Regions from separate parts of the Mus musculus genome. Here all the other regions are linked to region 1. Evidence: chromatin contacts called from public Hi-C data. All regions are on one chromosome and are shown on one strand. Each heading gives the region's core, a stretch centred on a gene start, on an enhancer-like site or on the middle of the called end of the contact. The rest is flanking DNA. Distances are from core to core; before and after follow the strand shown.

What was found. Hi-C and Micro-C count contacts between places; a contact is called where the count stands out from the background.
Region 2: a Hi-C map of cerebellum shows a contact between it and region 1, with 2.5 times the contacts expected there. The contact joins the enhancer-like site here to the promoter of Ntrk3 in region 1. A contact is called at or near these places in 1 of 39 promoter capture datasets (hippocampal neurons), 7 of 484 Hi-C or Micro-C datasets (cerebellar granule neurons, cerebellum, cerebral cortex and 2 more) and 3 of 9 other capture datasets (adipose tissue, liver and pancreatic islet).
Region 3: a Hi-C map of cerebral cortex shows a contact between it and region 1, with 2.6 times the contacts expected there. The contact joins the enhancer-like site here to the promoter of Ntrk3 in region 1. A contact is called at or near these places in 2 of 39 promoter capture datasets (the HPC-7 cell line and hippocampal neurons), 1 of 15 datasets of contacts at CTCF or cohesin (CD8 T cells), 9 of 484 Hi-C or Micro-C datasets (DN3 thymocytes, the HPC-7 cell line, the N1E-115 cell line and 4 more), 1 of 115 datasets of contacts at active chromatin or transcription factors (neural progenitor cells) and 2 of 9 other capture datasets (adipose tissue and liver).
Region 4: a Hi-C map of cerebral cortex shows a contact between it and region 1, with 5 times the contacts expected there. The contact joins the enhancer-like site here to the promoter of Ntrk3 in region 1. A contact is called at or near these places in 1 of 484 Hi-C or Micro-C datasets (cerebral cortex) and 1 of 115 datasets of contacts at active chromatin or transcription factors (neural progenitor cells).

What each region holds. Positions count from the first base shown.
Region 1 is chr7:78,575,891-78,580,864 of GRCm38.p6, reverse strand. It overlaps Ntrk3 (neurotrophic tyrosine kinase, receptor, type 3), which reads left to right and starts at 3,027. Exons shown (of 17, transcript NM_008746.5): 1 at 3,027-3,329. The coding sequence starts at 3,082.
Region 2 is chr7:78,505,776-78,510,653 of GRCm38.p6, reverse strand. The region is part of intron 3 of Ntrk3 (neurotrophic tyrosine kinase, receptor, type 3); the gene reads left to right. Among named protein-coding and RNA genes, the nearest start is that of Gm39038, 66 kb to the left of the region's middle. Within about 2 kb of position 2,918, at least 9 of the 459 cell types and tissues checked have an H3K27ac peak or open chromatin away from gene starts, as enhancers often do. A contact at or near this core is called in cerebellar granule neurons and cerebellum, where this site is marked.
Region 3 is chr7:78,659,458-78,664,504 of GRCm38.p6, reverse strand. It overlaps E430016F16Rik (RIKEN cDNA E430016F16 gene), which reads left to right. Exons shown (of 11, transcript NR_015542.2): 7 at 3,834-3,888. Among named protein-coding and RNA genes, the nearest start is that of E430016F16Rik, 56 kb to the left of the region's middle. Within about 2 kb of position 3,369, at least 6 of the 459 cell types and tissues checked have an H3K27ac peak or open chromatin away from gene starts, as enhancers often do. A contact at or near this core is called in cerebral cortex and cortical neurons, where this site is marked.
Region 4 is chr7:78,688,885-78,693,657 of GRCm38.p6, reverse strand. All of the region lies in intron 5 of E430016F16Rik (RIKEN cDNA E430016F16 gene), which reads left to right. Among named protein-coding and RNA genes, the nearest start is that of E430016F16Rik, 27 kb to the left of the region's middle. Within about 2 kb of position 2,512, at least 33 of the 459 cell types and tissues checked have an H3K27ac peak or open chromatin away from gene starts, as enhancers often do. A contact at or near this core is called in cerebral cortex, where this site is marked.

The sequences.
Region 1 (4,974 bases), core at 1,778-4,277:
TTCGAGCTGTAGGGGCTCTGAAGCTGCCCCCACCCCATGCCTGTCAATCACCTAGGGGAACTTCTTAAAATGTTTGGTTTGGGAAGTCTCTGATGAGGTCCAAGGAGTTGTATTATCTATTACAAGCTGGCAGGGACTGTGGATGTCATCAGTTAAAGGAGAGCAAAGACCTGGTTCCATGTGGTCATTTCATGGATTTGAAAGCTGAGGCCCAGAGTGTAAGTCTATTTGTTCATGGTCATAAGTAGAACTCTGCTCTTTCCACTTGCATTAAAAAAAAAGAGCCTTCTTCATTTTTAAGCTTTACTTTCTAAGTGGGCTCAGAGCTCCTAGCACCTTACCTTCATCCTATCCACGGTCAAGAATGAAAGACCTTTTGTCCAATCAGAGTCCCTTGCTTCACAGCCTGAATTTTCACTCTCTGAAGAGGTTTCCAAAGTTTTGCTTTGAAACCCGACTTATGGATAGCATCCTTTCTTTGCAGGCAGTAATAAAAATCGTCCTTGTCCTTAAAAATGGGCGGGGCACCCTTTAAGACACAACTATGCTTTCTCCTTGTTGGAGCTCTACTAAATCCCCTCAGGCAGTCAGCTATTCTGTCTCCCTGGGGTAGTCTGGGAAATGCTTCCTATTTCTCCTCTGCTATCTCTCAAGAGAGGCCAAGTTCCAGTGTCCTGGCTACACCTTACTCTCCCTGCCTCTCAGAGAACCCTAAAGTCACTCAGGATGGCACTTGAAGTGTCAGGGAGATTCCCAATGGACAAGGACATCAGGGACTGGCCTGAAGCCAGTAGGTTCTGGTTTGAGAGTCTAAGGCTGTCTCCACTCTGTCCCCTCCTGCTGGCGGGAGGGCAAAATGCCATTCTGGGGACAAGGCCATCATGGCGACAGGGTGTAAAAGTCTCACTGGGGCAAAAGGAAGGCAGAGTGTAATGAGAAGTCGGGGAAAATGCCTTTTATAGGCATGCTCTTTTCTTTTCCTCCTTTCACCCAAGTTTACTCCCAGCAAAAAGTGTTACTGCAAGCCATCGGGTCTGTCTGTCGGTGGCACTAGGGGCAGGCTGGTGGCACCGCAATACCCCTTCCCCCCATCTTGCCTGCAAGTTGCATGACCTGCATTGGAATCCACAGGGGGGCGGGGGAGAATCCTTTCAGATCCTGGATGCTGTTGAATTCAATGTATTTTGCTTCCTTGCCTGCCCTCACCCAAGCTCGGGGAGGAGAGCGCTGCTTTCTTCTGCGTGTGAATGCTGTAGTGTGTCTGCCTGCTCGGATTCCCCTAACCCTTTCTTCTCCTTTCCCACAGCAAAATCTCAGGCTTTCTCAGGAAATAGCTCGCATTTGGCATATTTACATTTGCATTTTATTTTTAAAACAATCCTATCAAGGCAAAAAGCGGGGGCTATACTTCTCTCCCCATCAGGTCTAAACTTGCCTCGAAGGCTGCACCTGTTTTGAGCCCCTACCAGGAAGGGGTGTTTGTGGGGGAGGGAAAGAGGAGGTTCTGTGCCCCCCAAATCATCCGGAGAGAGCAGTCCGCCCACCCCCTCACCAGGCTGCCAGCTCGGCGCACCCGAGGGCTGAGCCCAAGAAGCTGGCCTCCGACGGTGCTGGCGTGGTGCTTGCCAAAAAATGCCCTTCGCATCTCAATTTCCTGGCCGCTTCTTTCGCATGAATCGCTCGCCCTGGGCCACCTCGGTTCTCCAGCGCAGTCCTGCAGGCGCTCCTTCCCTCTTTCTCTCCTTCTCTGGTCCCTGTTTGTCCAAGGCGGAACCCATAACGCACCGCCAAGAAGGAGCAATAGGCTCAGGGGCACTCAGTGTGCCATGCCACGCAGTCCCCTCCCAAGCTGAGCCCAGCTCCCGGGACTCTTGATTACCCAAATGAGTGTCATTCAGATCTAGGTCTGCACGTCTGCGGCCGGCGTCCCTGGCTGCCTCGCTCGGGTTCCTGTGCGCTCCTGATTCCCGTCACTGTCCGTGAGCCCGAGACCCTCACTCAGGCTGGGGAGCATCCCGGGTCACCTGGGCCACGCTCATTTCGCTTCCTCCTGCGGAGGAGATTGCAGCAAAACCGGGCAGCACGAGGGCCAAAAAGTGGAAGGGAGAACGCCTTTCGTGTTGCTCAGTCAGCTTGCCAACTCTCCCTCCCCAACGCCGACCCTCGGAATCCCAACTGCAACTTTTCCTTTCCGTCTCGTTTTCCCCTCGGCTGCAGCGAGCGGGCGCGGGCGTGGAGCGGGCGGGCAGCGGCGCGGCTGCGGGTGGCGGTACCGGCGAGAGCCGAGAGCCGGCGAGTGGGTGGGTGGGTGGGGAAGCAGGAGGGAGAGGACGGGCGGGGAGAGAGAGGGGTGTGGGGAGGGGAGGGAGGGGGAGATTCCGCTCTCCTGCCTCTCCCAGCCCGGGCGGGGGGCGGGGGGGGGGGAGGAGGCCGCGAGGAGGGAGGGGAGGAGGGAGGGAGGGAACCGAGGAAGACGCTCCGATAACCCGTGCGTTTCGTAAGGCTCGGAGCACTTGTACATTTCTGCAGGCGCGTAGCGAGCCATTCGCCGCGACTGCTGCAGCTCTGACTGCATCTTCCTTCTCCTCCTTCCTCCAGCTCCGCGCGTGTGTATGTGAGTGTGTGCGAGTGTGTTTTGCAGGTGTGTCCGTTTTAATTCTGCCTAGGAGGTGGGACTTGGTGACTTTAGCACCATCTTTTTTTCTTTTTTTATTATTATTTTTGCCTTCCCACCGTCTGTTGTTACAACCCTGCAAAGTCTCGGAGTCGGAGAGCGCGCCTCGTTTCCAGAGCTTCTGGACCCCGCAAGCCGGCGAGCGCCGAGCCGGCCACCATGCCCGGCAGACCGCGCCACTAGGCGCTCCCCGCGGCTCCCACCCGGTGGCGGCGGCGGCCGCGATGGTTTCCGACGCTGAAGGATTTTGCATCTGATCGTTCGGCGTTTCAAAGGCAGAGGCCCCCCTCCCCCTTCCCCCCTCCCTCGCTGTCTTTGTTTCCTTCCCCCCCTGCTCTCCCCACTCCCCCCACCCCACCCCCCTCTCCTCTCCTCCTCCTCCTCTTTTTTAGAAGCAGCGATCGGAGATGGATGTCTCTCTTTGCCCAGCCAAGTGTAGTTTCTGGCGGATTTTCTTGCTGGGAAGCGTCTGGCTGGACTATGTGGGCTCCGTGCTGGCTTGCCCTGCAAATTGTGTCTGCAGCAAGACTGAGATCAATTGCCGGCGGCCGGACGATGGGAACCTCTTCCCTCTCCTGGAAGGGCAGGATTCAGGGAACAGCAATGGGAACGCCAGCATCAACATTACGGACATCTCAAGGAATATCACTTCCATGTAAGTCAGGCGGCCGCTACCCAGCCCGCCCCCCACCCCCGCCCCAGCTTCGCGTCTCCGTCTTGCCCGCCCGCGGCCCGGGAACTGGCCCTGCGCTCCCCAGCTCGCCTCTGTTCGCAGCCCGCCGGGTGCGCATCAGGCTCGCCCTGGCTCGGGAGATGCTGTAGGGCTGCGTGTTTCAGGTGACTCCAGCCCTAGCCAGGCGTGATTTGATGATGCTGGTGGGTACCTCTCCCTGGAGAGGACCCTTCCGGGCGGAGTGCACCCGGGCCCAGCTCCTGTCCCCGCCCCCACCCTCTGCCTGCTCGTTTCGAGGGTGCGAATTGGGTTCTATGCCCCCCACTAAATAGCAACAGTTTGGCCACGCTCAAGTGGAATAAAGTAGAGGCGTCTCGTTTCCCTGACAGGCGGTGGCAGATAGCGGCGGCAGAGGCAAAGCTTAGCCTAGCCTTGGAGGGAAGGTGACAGATAGGGACTGCTTGAGAACCAATCGGGATTTTTTAAAAAAAAAACTGTTTCCCTTTGGAGAGAGCAAAACATGCCAATAAGTAAACAAGTTGGAAGCTGGCTTCTCCCGAGGAGACTTCGGACGTGTTCTGGCCGTCATGGACGCCTACCTCTTTGCTTTTCCTCCCCCCCACCTCCCGCCGCCTTCTCCAACCCCATTTTGGGCATTTCCGAGACATCCCCCCCTTTCCCACCCTCATCTGCATCTGGGCGCCTACAGACCCTTTCCTGGCTTGGGCTTCCATAACTGCCCAGGGTAATTCTGAGTCAGGTTGCTGGAGGCAGGAGAGAGAGGACGACCTGGGTTTTGGGAAGGAAATTTCTTTCACAATTCTGCGGTTCCTTCCCCCCACCCCCTTTCTCTCAAAAATTGAACTCTGCGTGGCGTTTGGCTGGTTTGCCCCGGCTGAGTGGGACCCTGTGTAGTGGCCTGCTCTTTTCTTGTTGTGTTTCTTTGGTAGGGATGGGGCCAGAGGCCTGTGAAGGAGTGAAAGGAAGAGTCAGGGCCAGGAGCCTGCATAGCCTTTCTTTCATTCTTCATTCTTCAGCCAGGTGACCACCACCCCTCTGACCTCTCTGCCCCAGGAAGGAGAAGGGTGTGGATAGCTCTTGGATGCTCGGAGGGCAGCTCATTGGTTTTTGCCCCGTGCTCTCATCCCTTGGGAGCCCCAGGACTGACTAGGACGGTGGCCAGGCTCTGAGGGAGACGTTTAGGGTAGCTCTTTGCCTTGGGGACGGACTAGAGCAAGAAGGGACCCAGTGTGCTGTGGCTACTGCCCTCTCAGTGTCCACCCCCTCCCCTCTTTGCTCCAACCATTGCCTCAGGACTACAAAGCCTGAAGGAATTGGAGTCAGGCTCTCTCCAAAGCCCACCAGTTCTCTTGGTATAAGAGAGACCAGCTTGTGTTCTTGCAGCTTACACTTTGAGGGAGATGAACAGCCCCAGAAGATGTCCCCGACTCCTGGAGACAATCCTGACCCATATCTTAGCTCTGCCTTTCATTCCTTACTACCTCCAGGATGGTCAAGGATGTCCAGATAGACAGCAAAGGGGTAAGGGGAGGGGAGAAGAGAGCAAAGGAGAAGCCTCTACCCACTTGGAGGCCAGTGTCTGTCCAGGAGCAAGGTCTGGAGGAAT
Region 2 (4,878 bases), core at 1,669-4,168, 70 kb after region 1:
CCTATCTAGCCAGAGTCCCCCAGAGTTCTGTGTGTGGCAGAAGCCATTGCAGTCTGATTTAAAAATAAGGATATATGTGAATGACGGACATTCTAAGAATGTGGTGGATCAGGGCAGTAATTCAATGGTAAAGAACTTGCTTAAGGTGTATGAAGCCTTGGGTTTGATGCCCAGCATAACCAATGAAACACAGCACACTACACCAAATCAACAAGAACCAGGAGGAACAAAAATGAACACTGTAGAGTCACAGTCAGCAACATCCTTCTGCAGGCCACATACACAAAACGTCAGTGCATCTCTGAGCTTTCTCAGCTCTGCCTGTTCAGAACGTCCACCAAATCACCTGCATGAGTTATTGCCTCTTACTAAGTGTTATGATGAATGGGATGGTGTTGGTGAGCAGGTAAGAGTGTGTTTTTGAGATGGATTGACTGAGTTTGGATTCTGGTTCTGTCATATATATTTGAGTATCCTAGGAATGTGACCTCACCATCCTTCGTATCAGTGCCTTATCTTCTCATCTGTAAAATGGGGATAATATGCTTCTTAGCAAGATGAGACAAGCTAAACCTTATCAAAGTATCGAAGTGAATGTCTGGGTCATAATAAGAGTCAGTATAAGTTAGTTGCTGTTTTTCTTCTTTGATTGACAGTGTGGTGGTCAGTCTCTTGTTACATGACTTAATAAATGTGCAGTAAAGCGGGATTTAAGGAGCCTTCATGTCCCCTTAAAGTGCTACATGCCTAAGACAATCAACACACAAGTTGTGTTCCTGTCCCTAAAATTTACCATCTCAGGGACCTGGACAAAGTCAAAACAGTGGCACCTATTTTTATTTTAATCCTTAGAGAGAATGATTAAAGCTATAGGTTTTACCTCATATAAGGGGATGAGAATATTGCTTAGTGACCATTTGCCCAGTTTGTAAATGACTCTGTGTACAATCCCTGGAATTCCCCAAATAATACAAGTACCTATCCTCAATGAAACACTCTCTCTATATACATATAGTGTACAGAAAATCTCAGAGCTGTTCAGACTGTTTTTCTACATGAGTTAAGGTCTCCTTTGGAAGGTGTACTGGACAGAGATGCACAGTAGAGCCATTTAAAAAATACCCTTCCTATTAGATGTAGTGGTGCACCTCTGTCATCTCAGCACTTGGGAAGTGGAGGCAGGAGGACCAAGAGGGAAGGCGTTTGTCAAGCAAGAGGAGTAGAGTTCAGATTCCCATATTCCACGTGAATCGTGAATGCCTAGTAGGCAGATTGGCTAGTCTTTAAGTGTAGTCTTGGAAGGTGGAAGGGGGGATCCTAGAGCAAGTGAGTGAGATTTGCATGTTGGTGAGCTCTGGGTGTGATTGAGAGACCTGGTCTCAAAAAATAGGATGGAAAGGTGATTGAGGAATATTCCTGATAGTGACTTTCATCCTCCACATGCTTGTACTTACACATACATGTATACCAGTGCACACATGTATGCCTACATGCATGTGAACACATCACACACACACACACACACACACACACACACACACACACACACGACAAGAAAAGAAAAGAAAAGAAAAGAAAAAGAAAAAAAAGGAAAAATGAAGAATCTGGAGCTGCAATGTATTATACCTCAAATTCCAGCCCAGCCAGGCAAGGATTTATAGAAAAACTGTCTTCACCCAGTCAACTAAACAGACACAAGGAAAAAGTATAATAAATTCAATACTATCTGAGACTTAGAAAAATGACATTTCTATTGTAACATAAAAATGTTTCCATATTTATTATCTCCATCATAATCAGATAATTTAGGGCTGTACTAGGTATGGGGGCTTTCTTGGGAATAATGAAATTTTTATAAAGTTGATTGCAGTAATGCATTACATAGTTCTGGGAATATTCTGAAACACTTTGAATTATACTTTGTGTGTATTTGTACGCATCCCTGTGCATAGACACACGCACACACACACACACACACACACACACACACACACACACACACACACACACACACCTTGTGCTCCTTCTTGGTAGAAGCTTTGAGACTTTGCATGAGGCCCACTGTGTCTCGTCTCACTTTGCTATGGAGCAGAAGGCAGCAATGCTCTAGCTGACCACTGCTCCATTAGCCTGAATCTTTCTGGGAAGATGATGGGATCATACCACAGCTGACCTTCCCTGGTCATAGTAGGAGAGAGAAACAAACATTTGTTGTGGTCACTAGAAGATGAAGAAGAGAAGCCATAAATGACAGTGGCTCTACTCTCTACTTGAGGTGGATGGGGCACCAGGAGCCTACAATACTTTTGGACTTCTTCCTCCATTATGCTGGAAATAGACTCCAATTAAGGGGAGCACTCTTGTAAGGCCAGCTTTGAGCCTTCTATCACTTAAATACATGAACTTGCAGAGAATGAACAGGTTAAGGTTCTGCAACTTTTGACAGGCTGCACAGACAGCTGCCATTCTCTGGATCTTCCCACGTGAGGTGCTGGAGGACCCCGGAGACCTCAGAGACTGTTAGTCAGAAATAGTCTGAGTGGAGGAGGTGACTGTGGAGTTGGATTTGGAAGGGCTGAGGGTTTGGGTGACAATACTGTTGAGGGCACAGTTGCTGCCACCATGGATATGTGCAGCCACATCCCCTTGGACTTCCTTCTAGAGCTGTTTAGATACACGGTTCTGCTTCAAGGCTGTTGTGTCTGGCCATCAGTAAACAGCAAGAGCTGCCAATAGAACATGACTTGAAAACACAGCCATTTGCCCATGGGATAGGATCCCCACGGGTACACTGATTTGAGGAGATTGAGCTGGGAAACATATGAAATGGTGCATCTGAGAGGTGGCCTGAAGAGGAGCAGAGTGTGGGGAGAAGGCTCAGGAGGACAGCTGCCGGTGTGTAAGAGGTACTGTTTGGATAGAGTGGTTCTGGGCAACTCTGCCTCACACAGTCTCTTGTTTCTCTCTACTGTGCCATGATCTTGGATAAGCTGCTTAAACCTATTAGGTCTGTTTCCACAACTCTAAAATGAGGTACCATTTAATGACCCTGTCTTGACCTTACAGCATTTTGGGACATTTCTTCCTGGAACAAAGGTCTGAGCTGGGACACAGCTGGAACCATGGGGGGCGGGGGAAGGGCAAGACCAGAAGAAAGCTGTTGTCAGTTTATTTTGGCATTACCCACTGCCTTCTATCCACCTATCTTGTCTCTCTGGAGGATAAGCATTCCAATCCAATGACTTCCTAGGATGTGGCTTCTGGGAACCACTGCTGTGTGCTGAACCTTTGCTGATGCACTTCATATGCTATTCTCTGCTCCTAATAGTAAGTGTGTGCAATCACCCTCCCCATTTTACTCACAGCCAGTTGAAGCACGGAGAGTTTAGGCAACTTGCCTAATTACACAGCTACCAAATGTCAGAAACAGAAGCCAACCACAAGTAACCTGCTTCTGGGGCTCTAGAGCCTGTTCTTATAATAGCCCCATTCCAGCCTGTTTAGCCCTGGCTGTTGTCCCTTCTCAGGAACCAGGCTGGAGAGGAAGGAAGGTAATAACTGCCTACCCTAGAATGGGCCCTGTTGAGGGAAGGTCCATGAGAGACCACTGAAGGAGCACCAGCAGCCAATTCCTGCTAGTTACCTGGTCCCTAACAGTGTGTGGGTGAATGGGCAGTGCCTCTTAGCTTGCTAGTTGACATTTTGAGGGCTGTTAGCAATTATTTACACTGGGTAGGTTCTCAGCAAAGAAAAGGATCCTTAACGATCTATTGAGTGGAGACTACCTGTTCTGAGCCACATGGTTGCAGGAACCCAAGACTTCCATTTCTGGGGCTGATTTCTCTCCCCTTTCCTTTGACCCTGTCTCAGGCAGGCCCATCTCCGTGAGTGCTCACCTCACTATAACATCTGCAGTAGGAGACGAGAAAGAGAAATGTTGATGGCATTGCTCCAGCCTCCTGTGACTTCAAACCTTACATGTGCAACTTGGGCAGTTGACTCCTCCCCAGTCAAGCTGTATGAGCCCTGGAGATGGGTGGGGGTCCCTTTATTCTTTCTGCAGTCCAGGCCCCGTGATACTTGATGACTTGAAGCACATCTTTTCTTCTTCCTCTTACACAGATTATCTTATTGAACCTCAGATGAATTTGTGCCACAGAATTCACCAAATTGCAGATTCCCAACTTGACTTTCTCGGCGGCTACACATTTATCTGCTGCCTGCGAAGACAGTCAATTCCCAGTGCACTGACACCATTAGTTGACTGGCCAATTGCCTCTCTTGGGGCCTTGTGTAGAAATGATTCCTTGCTCCCTAGCGAGGCAGGTGGCAAGTTTCCTCAATTGATTTTCCCTTTTCACGTCCATTTGTGTCTTTTCTCCAGTCTCCTGTGGGCTTGGGTACTCATGTCCTCCCTGGTAATTTCTCTATGTTTGCTGTTTTCGTGGTCAGCATTCTGATCCGCTCAGGGCAGGGCTGTTGTGACCTAGATAATGCAGCCATGGTCTGCTCTTGCTGGCCCACTGCATGCTTCCAAAAATCTTTCACACAGCCCTCTTAGAAGAAGAGTCCTAAAATCACCTTAGATGCCATTTTTTCCTCATTCCAGGCATCTGGGGTCTCAGGATCCCCTGAGCTAAACCATTAAGACTTTTCTTATAACCTTGTCATCTTTTAATGTTGAAATATTCAGTCTACTGCTGAATAAACATTCTGGGCTCTGGTCTGCATGGCTCTAAGCCTTGGGAGGTTACACGGTGCATTCATATTTTCCAGTTTTGATTATTCTCAGTAGATTTTCTTCTCTTTTTTTCCCCCTCCCCTAAGGCTTCATTACTTTCCATTTGTCCACATCTCTTTTGTCCATTTCTCTTGTTA
Region 3 (5,047 bases), core at 2,120-4,619, 83 kb before region 1:
AGGGACTACTTTTACTATCTTTATAGGAACCACCAGAGTGGGTGGATGGGGCAATCAATATTGATTTCTTAATGCAAGCTGTGATGACTACAGGGCCTCTGTTCTCTAATAAAACACATTAGAAAAATGTCTTCCCTAAGAAGACTCAAAGCTGCAGTTGCCCAGGTTGGCAAGAAGATGGTCACCACCATGCGAATTTAAAAAGAATCTCTCCTGCCTTAAAGGATAGAGTCCCGCAGGAGGAACACAGTCTAGTGAACAGAACCAAGAATTTGTGTCTCCATTTTCTACCTGGGATGGTTTCTTATGCAGTGAATAATCTGCATTAGAATTATAGCAGTGTTGAGTAAGGAAACATAAATGCCTAGACATTTCATTCAATGAGTAGTTGAGTGTTTGGCACTTGGTGCTCATACCTTACATTGCAATTAAATACATCTCTGGTGTGTGTGTGTGTGTGTGTGTGTGAGAGAGAGAGGGGGGGGGAGGGAGGGAGAGAGAGAGAGGGAGAGGGAGGGAGGGAGGGAGAGGGAGGGAGGGAGAGAGAGAGAGAGGGAGAGGGAGGGAGGGAGGGAGAGAGAGAGGGGGGAGGGAGGGAGGGAGAGAGAGAGGGAGGGAGGGAGGGAGAGAGAGAGAGAGAGAGAGAGAGAGAGAGAGAGAGAGAGAGAGAGAGAGAGAGAGAGATGCAAATAAATATGGCCCCAGGACTCCTCTTGTTGTCCTAATAAGGAGAAAATGGTCTGTCTAGTCTGTGAGAAGCTCTCTTACTGAGGGGAGAGCTTGAAGCCTATTTTCTCAGATTGAAGAAGTTGGACTTCAGAAAGAAAGAAAAGGCATCCCATCTACAGTGTGGAACTTGGACATAAAGTGATTCAAGAGAACTGGAAGTTTGTCAAAATGCAACTCTTAAAATGGGTTTTCTTTAAAATAAAGTTTTTTCTTGTTATGAAAGCGATCTGAACTAATTGCAAGAAAGTGTAGAAAATAGAAATGAGCCCAAAGAAGAAAGAAGTCATTTGAAATTTGGCTACTCAGAAATAACTGCTAACAGTTTTGTGTTTGTCCTACCTCAAGCATCCTATTCTACAGACACATTTAGAACACATTTATCCCTGTGACTATTTTGTAACTTGCTTTCAAATGTAACAATAGTCTTCTAATACTTTCTGTGTAATTAACTACTCCACTGCCTGGGTATTTTGGCAGTTGCATGGTGATTTGTTAATTTATTTAATAATACCATTAAAATTTAATCAATATTTTGGAATTTGCACTATCCTCATTAAAATAATATGCATAGTGTTTGAAAAAGTGTGTGTGTGTGTTACATGAGAGTCAGCCTAGAGCCTCATACATGCCTGGAAAGTACTCTACCACTAAGCTATATCCTTAGTTTCTTTCTCTCTCTCTCTCTCTCTCTCTCTCTCTCTCTCTCTCTCTCTCTCTCTCCCTCCCTCCCTCCCTCCCTCCCTCCCTCCCTCCCTCCCTCCCTCCCTCCCTCCCTCCCTCTCTCTCTCTTTCTTTCTTTCTTTCTTTCTTTCAATTTATTTATTTGTTTGTTTTGTATATGTATGCAGGTGGGTGCATATATGTGTGTATCACATGGGCACATTTGTGCACATGCATGTACAGGTCAGATGTTAATTCCAGGTGTCTTTATCCTCAGTTACACTCTACTTTTTATTTTGAGGCAGGGTCTCTCAGCTGCACCTAGAATTTGCCAGTTCTGTTACTCTGATTAGCCAGCTTGCTGGGGTGGTAGGCACTTCTGTCTCAGCTTCTCAAGTGCTGGGATTACAAGTGAGCCATCATTGCTGCCCAACAATTATGTGGATGTTGGGGCTCTATGATTCTCATACTTTGGTAACAAGCATTTTCCCAGTATCCCCTCTGTCTTAGTCAGTGTTCCATTGCTATGAAGACACACCATGACCATGGCAACTCTTATAAAGGAAAATATTTAACTGAGGCTTGCTTATATTTTCAGAGGTTTAGTTCAGTATCTTAATGGTGGAAGCATGGTGACAGGCAGGCAGACATGGTGCTGGAGAAGGAGCCGAGAATTCTACTTTTGGATTTTCAGGCATCAAGAAGAGCGAGACCCTGGGGCCTGACTTGATCATTTAAAATCCTGAATCCCACTCCAGTGGTACTCTTCCTCCAACAAGGACACACCTATTTCAACAAAGCCATACCTCCTAATAGTGCCACTCCTTGGCATGACCGAGCAATCAAACCTATGAGCCCAAGAGGGCCATTCCTATTCACACTGCCACACCCTGTTTTATTTTTTTATTTTGAGACGGAGTTTCCCTGGCTGGCCTTTTATCTTGTGGTCCTCCTGCTTTACAACACAACCTTCATAGCAGCTGGGATTGCAGGTTGGAGCCAATAACTGATGTGCATTTTTTTTGAATGTTGATTTGCCACGTGTATTAAGATTCTACAGAGAAACAGGACCTACTAGATAGAGATAAATATAGAAGAGATTTATAACAGGAACTGGCACATACAGACTGAAAGTCCCATGGTATGCCATTTGCACGTGGTACCAGGAAAGCTATTGGCATAGTTTGGTCTGCATTCCAAAATCTGAGAACTGGGGGACAGATAAGGTAGGAGCCTCTGCTGCATGTGCTGGACTCTGAAGGGCTAAGACACAGGAGCCCGGAGCTATAGCGTTCAAGGGCCAAAGCAAGTAGATGTTTCAGTTCAAGAAGAGGCAGAACATTTAAACTTTCATTGACTTTTGTTCCTTAGGGCTGTCAGTAGGTTGGGTGAGGCCTGTTCATATTGCTGAAATGTGTCTCTGCTTTATCCTTATGCTCCTAACACATAGCTCTTCTGGAATCAGTCATACTGAGAAACCTTGTTTTACCAGCTTTTTGGGTATCCCTTGACTTGATTAAGTTGATGCAGAATTAGCTAAGATACGCCTTCCTAATTAAAGTCTTAGAAATAGCCTCAAGGTCACACAACAGAAAGATTGGAACACTTTCAGCTCCCACCAGCAATGGCTGAGAGTTCAAGTTCCTGGAAGCCCCAAGGCTATGGGTCTGAAGTTGCTCTGATGCAGCAAGTCTTCAACTCTTAGTGAGATCTGACATGGAGACCTTCGGCGGATTGAACCTTGGAACTGGGAACTCCTCAAAGGCTGGGTCTGTGAGTCTGCTACCACGCAGCAAGGGTTCAAACAATTAGGGGCTGAAGTCACTGTGGGTATGTGGCTCTCCTCTTCTCATCACAAGACCAGAGACAAAGATGCTCCAGGCTTGCGTTCATTCTCTCTGCAGACCTGGCTGCCCAGCGATGCTGCAAGCTCAGTGGGAGGGAGGGACAGAGTGGAGTGGACCTGCCTTTGTAGAAGAACAAAAAGTGCTGGAGGGAGGCAAGAGCTCCCTCCCTGGGAATGCTGGGCGGCATCCAACACACTGCCAAGTGAGGAGGATGCGGCTTCTTTTCTTAGAAACTGCTTTCTTCTTTTTTGGTAATAAAGTTTAGCTTTTCATCATAAAGTATTGCGTGCTCACTAACAAAAATGTGGCAAGTCTGGGGGCATAAAATGAAGTCACCACAGTCCCACCACTCAAGGATAAATATTGGCTCTGTCACTCCAGGCATGTGCGAGGGAGCGTTTATTCACAGCTGTCCCTTGTAGACAGTTGAAGTCATGCTGACTAAATTATTCTACACCCCCTTTTCACATTTTTTTTTTTTGCAACTACATAGTTTCAAGAATTATATTTTGGTGATTTCGACTTTAGTTGTGTGGATGACCCAAGACTTATTGTCTAATATACCTCAGTATTTTCATTATGGTTTCCATTTTGCAGATAAGGAAACTGATATCCTCAGGAGTTACCAGACTTGCTCAACATCACAAGACAGGTAACAAATAAAACTACCACTTCACCCATTCCATCTAATATTCAGTTATCAAACATTTATAGAACATACGACCTTTGGGAGGCAAGCACATGCGTCTAGCTCATGTAATGTTTATAACTCAATGGATAGTGTAGTCTTGTAGAAGCTTTTACAGTGGTTTGATACCACTGGAGTCTAAAGAAGAGGCACCTAGCCAGCCTGAGGTCCACAACACAGAAGAGGTAACAATGAAACTCGCTGTTTTGGGAGAAGTAGAACTAGGCAAGGAAATAAATTGGTGAGCGATGGGAAGTGTGGGCTTGCTTAGGGGAAGGTCCAGAGACAGAGTGTTAGGGATTGAAAGTGGAGATGGGCAGGGTTTTTTTGGTGGAGACTATCCCCCAATTAGCTTCTATTTAGACCTTTCCCTAAAAGCAGTGGGTGGACAAGAGACTTACAAAAAATCACTAGGATTTTGGAAGGAACCCAGATAGCTGTGTGAGATGACTAAGGGACTGGATCTATGGAAAATAGTTGGGTCAGGATTATGAGAAGGAGGGCGGGGCCCTGCATTGATGCCGAGTAGGTAGGAGGAGGAGGAGGCATCAATTTAAGTTGTCAGAAGGTAAGGCAGAAAGAAGGTATGAGTCAGTGGAGTCTGTCCAGAGGTCAGGGCCCTGTGATGAATTGGCCATCCATAAAGACAGGAGACATGGGTTCTCTGTTGGAGTTCCCTCATGGATGTGTTTTGGGATGCCTGTGAGGCTTCTCAGAAAGATGGGAGGAGTCTGAACGGAGGCAGATTAAGAGTAGGGAAAGGTGGGGAGGCTGTGAAGGGGAGCAAGAAGGGATGCTTGAAGCCCACAGGAAGATGGGTCTTAACCAGGAAGGTGGCAGAATGGTGCTGTCACCTTCTGCCAGTGGTGAACGTTTCACGAATCCTGACAAATCCATAGACTTCAATCTAGACATGAACAAACAGAGAGACGTTTATTAAGTTTAAATAATTTAAACTTTTAAGTTAAATAATTTTCTTGGAGTTTATAGGTACCCTGAAGGTCACTCCTCGGGATATGGAGGGGAAAACGCAGTTGAAAACATAGTTTTGAAGGACACCGTATTTTAGGAGAGCATAAAGAAAGGAAATCGTCAAAGGAAATGGGAAGAAAGATGCTTGAAG
Region 4 (4,773 bases), core at 1,263-3,762, 110 kb before region 1:
CTTTTTTTATTATTGGGTATTTATTTCATTTACATTTCCAATGCTATCCCAAAAGTCCCCCCACCCTCCCACACCCACTCTCCCACCCACCCACTCTGCGGGAGTTTTTCTTTATGAAGTTGGCAGAAGCTGAGCTCAGGAACACAATGTAAGGCAAACCAATACATGCATGCTGTCAGTGAAGAGTAGCTAGGTAGAGCTCGAGTTCCTATTGTCTGTGGGGTCATATTTATATTCCTTCTAGACATTATACATCCCTTTTCATATCTACTTTAGCAAGACATCCTTTTAGCTGTGTGCCCCAGCAAAGATATCATTTGACATAACTGACTTTCCAAAGAAACCAGAAGTTTACACTTCAAGGTACAGAGGTCTTTGTACTTACTTGGGGAACCACAATGTTAGAAACACAGGGTTTTCTCTTCAAAGGGAGAGAGGCATAATCTGTATTCTACCCAGAAGACTGGGAGCAGATGTGGTTAATAGCCTGGTAACCTTTGTGCTATTTCTGTGGCCACAATGAATCTTCCCCCAGTTCCTGAGCTCATTTCTCAGTTAATGTATAGAACCAATCTTTATGAAAGTTGTCACATGTACTTTACAAAGTAGTAGTCTTATGTAGGAGTAGTCTTTGATGTAGCCTTGTCTTAAGCTTTGTTTTCTGCATAGGATTGAGTTAACTATCATCAGGAAACTTTATTCCAAATTATGCTGTGCTAAAATAAACTACTCAGGGTCAGAATCAACACCAGCGACTGAGTCATTTTGAAATGGACTGCCTTCTTGCCTCCTGCAGACTGTTATTCTGTTGGTCATGATGTTTGAGGAGACTCCTGCAGGGAACCACATTCATGTTCTCCGCAAAAGCAGTGTGTGTGCTTACCTTCCCTCTAGTAGACACCACATTTGAGATCTTAAACTTCTTTTGAAAGCAATTCCAATCAAGGGAAGGCCCCATGTCCTTAACCTTCTCTGTGGCTAGAGATGGCCCTCTGGCAATAGGATCTCAGATATTTGGTGCTCACCTCTAAGTGCACACTCCTCTGTCATTCCATGGAGAGTCTAGCCTAAAAGCTAAAAACAACATCCTCTCCATCACTCTGTGCTTTGCAGCTGAGAAGGCTCGAGTATCTTGTCTGCTTTGTCCAAGGTCCCTTCAAATGGTAAGTGGCTAGATTCATACACAGGTCTCTTGTTCCAAGCCAATGGCTCCTTTCACTTCACAACCCCATTAATGGAGCTGTTTCCATTTCTTTGATGCTGGAAGAGAATCTTGGACATTCGAGTTGCAGAAGCAAAAGTGATGCCAGGGAAGTGATTTAGCCCAACTCTCTCATTTTGCAGAGGAAGGAACTCAATTCCCAAGTAAGAGTGGCTTAGTAGCTCATGACCTGTCTCTACCCTACAACTTCCTTTTTTTCCTTGAGACAAGGTTTTACTATGTAGCCCTGGCTGTCCTGGAATTTACAGTATAGACAAAGCTAGCCTTGAACTCACAGAGATCTGCCTGCCTCTGCCTCCCCTGTACTAGAACTGAAGATGTGCCTACCACACCTAGCTTATTTTACTTTAATTATATTCACATGAGTGTAGGTGCCCACACAGGCCAGAAGAGGTTGTTGAACCAATTGGAGCTTATAGGCAGTTTATGAGCCTTACAATGTGTATGCTGGGAACTGAACAATGGCTCTGTGAAAAGAGCACATGGAGTACATGTAATTATCTGCTGAGCCATCGCCCTAGTTCCACACAAGCTCTTTCAAGTTCTACTTCCTCCCCCCAAGTAGTTCAAGCCATGACAATATTTTCCTTATTTCTGTCCAGTTGGTTGCTGTCTGTGGACATCTCATCCTTGTTTCATAGCATCACCACCTAGACACTTCTCTGATCATCTTGTCTCTTGCAGGCTAGGTTTTGTGTTTTCTACTCATGTGATATACTGGACCTTATTGCCTTTAGGATATTACCATGTACATTGCTAATAGCTGGTTGACTCATTCCAGAGCTTCCCACCTATAAGGAGAGAAATAGAGTTTGTTTTAGTTTTTGTTCCCTAGTACTAGGTATCAGGAGATGTTTGTGGATAGAAAGAAGAGAAGAGGAGAGAGAAAGAAGAGCTTCCCAGCATGGCTCTCCACCACTGTGGCAGCTCTCTTGCAGATGTTGCCAGTGGTGGAGAGTCCTGGGGGCTTCTGTTCAGTTGGGGTCTTCAGAGCACAGAGAGATCTTCTGGTTGCTTTTCTGGGGCCAGCCCCGTGTCTTCTGAGCTCTTCTTATTCTTCCTAGCAGTCCCCGGAAGAGGGAAAGGAGCAGGATTGAGGGGGAGAGAAACAGATTGAGGGGGAGAGAAGAGAGGAGGCTGTGCTGCTCCAAAGCAGGGGAAGAGCACTTAAAAAATGTCACTTAGAATCCCTGAAAGAATAAGCTGTAAAAACAACCACCCATTCTCTGCTGGATGACGCAAGTCAAAGAGAAACGCAATGCAATTAGTCACTGGTTCCAAGTAGGAGGCGGGTGGTGGGGGAGGGAGACAGAACTGGAGAATGGTGAAGGGCTGGGGGACTTGGAGGGGCCTCCCCCACAAGCTCTGCATTCTTACCTCTTAACACCCCCATCACTCCAGGGAAATGCCATTTCATTTTTTTCATCCCCCATTTACTGGTCAGAGCCTCTTTCCTGAGAAGTGGCATCTCCCATCTTTGCCAGCATAGTAAGGTTCGTAAGTCTAGAGCCAGGGAGAACAGCCTTAAGTACCTGGAAACTCTGACTAAGGCAAGGAGGAGGCTGGGAGAATAGGGAGAGCATGAGAGTCTAAAGTGGGAAACTCTTGACCCTGGGGTCTCTGTTGCTTCCATTTCCAGCCCCCAACTTCTTGCCCACTTTGGTATAAAAGGGAATGTACCAGACTCTGGTTTCATGGTCCTCACAGCTTAGGTGGAAGATGGTAAATCAAGAAGCAAATTTATTAGACATATAAGTTCCTGGGCTCTGCCCAGACCTCCCAGATTAAAGCCTTATTTTAGGGCCTAAGGGGTCAGGCTTTTGATAAGACTTCCATACTATTTCATTTTGTGTGGAAGTTTGAGACCCAAGTCTGAAGCACTCAGATCCCAGCTGTGTCTGTAGGAAGGTCCTTCCTTTGATTATTTTTGGAAAAATTCTGAGATGTTCCTCATCAGCAGTAGATGTGACTGGAGGAGAGGAAACAATTCATAATTTCCATGACCTCTCCTGGTTAAAAGAACCCGTGGCCAAAAATCAGCAATTGCTTCTTCAGCTTTGATTTTCCAGTTGTGATGTTTAAGAGGGTCTCTTTCTAGTTGGCCACATATATCAGAGTCATGAAAGGTCCACAAGTTGTGACAAATTGGAACAGCATTTGCCTGGACATCTCTTTCAGATGAGCCTTCCCCTCTGTGCTAATCAATGGGCATCTTAACCATTTTTCCTGAGTGCAGAGACCAGCAGACTGGACAGGAGCAACAACTGGAAATTCCACAGCTATCTGCTTTCCACTCTGCATCTGTCATAGCAATCACCAGGACAGCCACCCTTGGGTCATCGTGGTCTGTCACAGCAGCATTCCTGCTTGCACCTCTCACCTTGGGGTGCATTTCCCAACAGTTCAGGCAGCATGGATCCCTTTGTTCTTAAGGAGTTGCTTATGGGTCTGGAAAGAGGGACACTAGAAAGTCACAGGTACCACAGAACCAAAACCCTCCATCTAGATGCCACCAGGTTGATTGCTGAAGGTGAAATACTTCTCATTTGGGCCAGAGTCTTAGGCCACCATGAGTAAGGACAGAGTAGTGGAACCCTGCTTCATGGCTTACGGGATGCTGTGATCTAGGTATTGGAGATACAGATGTGGAGGCTGGAAATGTCACCAGATGTTTTCTTCACATTACAGAAAGGCTATTATCGTGTTACATCTCACTCTGTTGCCTTAGACCTTTCACATCCACAGCAGAGTAGGTCACAGTGCATGATGATGGATAAAATATACTTGGTTTTATGGAAATGATCTCTGTGTCCCATGTAAAAGATGTGATGAAGTCCCTTCAGCTCTAAGAGTCAACAGTTTCCACACATGCAAAGTGGCTAGTGGTATCAACTTCATGGGTCAGCTGTGGGAGTCAGTTAGATGATGATGATGATGGTGGTGGTGGTGGTGGTGGTGGTGGTGGTGGTGGTGATGGTGGTGTGTGTGTGTGTGTGTGTGTGTGTGTGTGTGAGTGTGTGTATGTGTGTGTTTGTGTTTGTGATCACTGAGGCATGGCACATGATATCTCCCATCAAAGGACAGCATAGTACAGTGGGAAAAAAACCCCTCTGGATCTCAGGGTGAGACAGTCACAGGTACTGTTTTAGTCAGGCTTCTCCAGATGAACAGAATTTACAGAATAAATGTATATATGTATCATCTATCTAAATCTATCTATCTATCTATCTATCTATCTATCTATCTATCTATCTATCTATCTATCTATCTATCTATCTATCATCTAGCTATATATTATCTATCATCTATCTATCTGTCTGTCTATCTATCTATTTGCCTGCCTGTCTATCTACCAATCATCTGTCATCTATAGAAAGGAGATTTATTAGAATGGCTTACAGGCTGTGGCCCAGTTAGTCCAACAATGGCTGTCAACCAACAGATGGTCCTAGAATCAGTATCTGTTCAGTTATTCCATGAAGTTGGCTGTCTCAGCTCCTCTTTAGTATACATCAGAATTCCAAAGAAGTAGGCTCAAGCAAGCAGGTAAA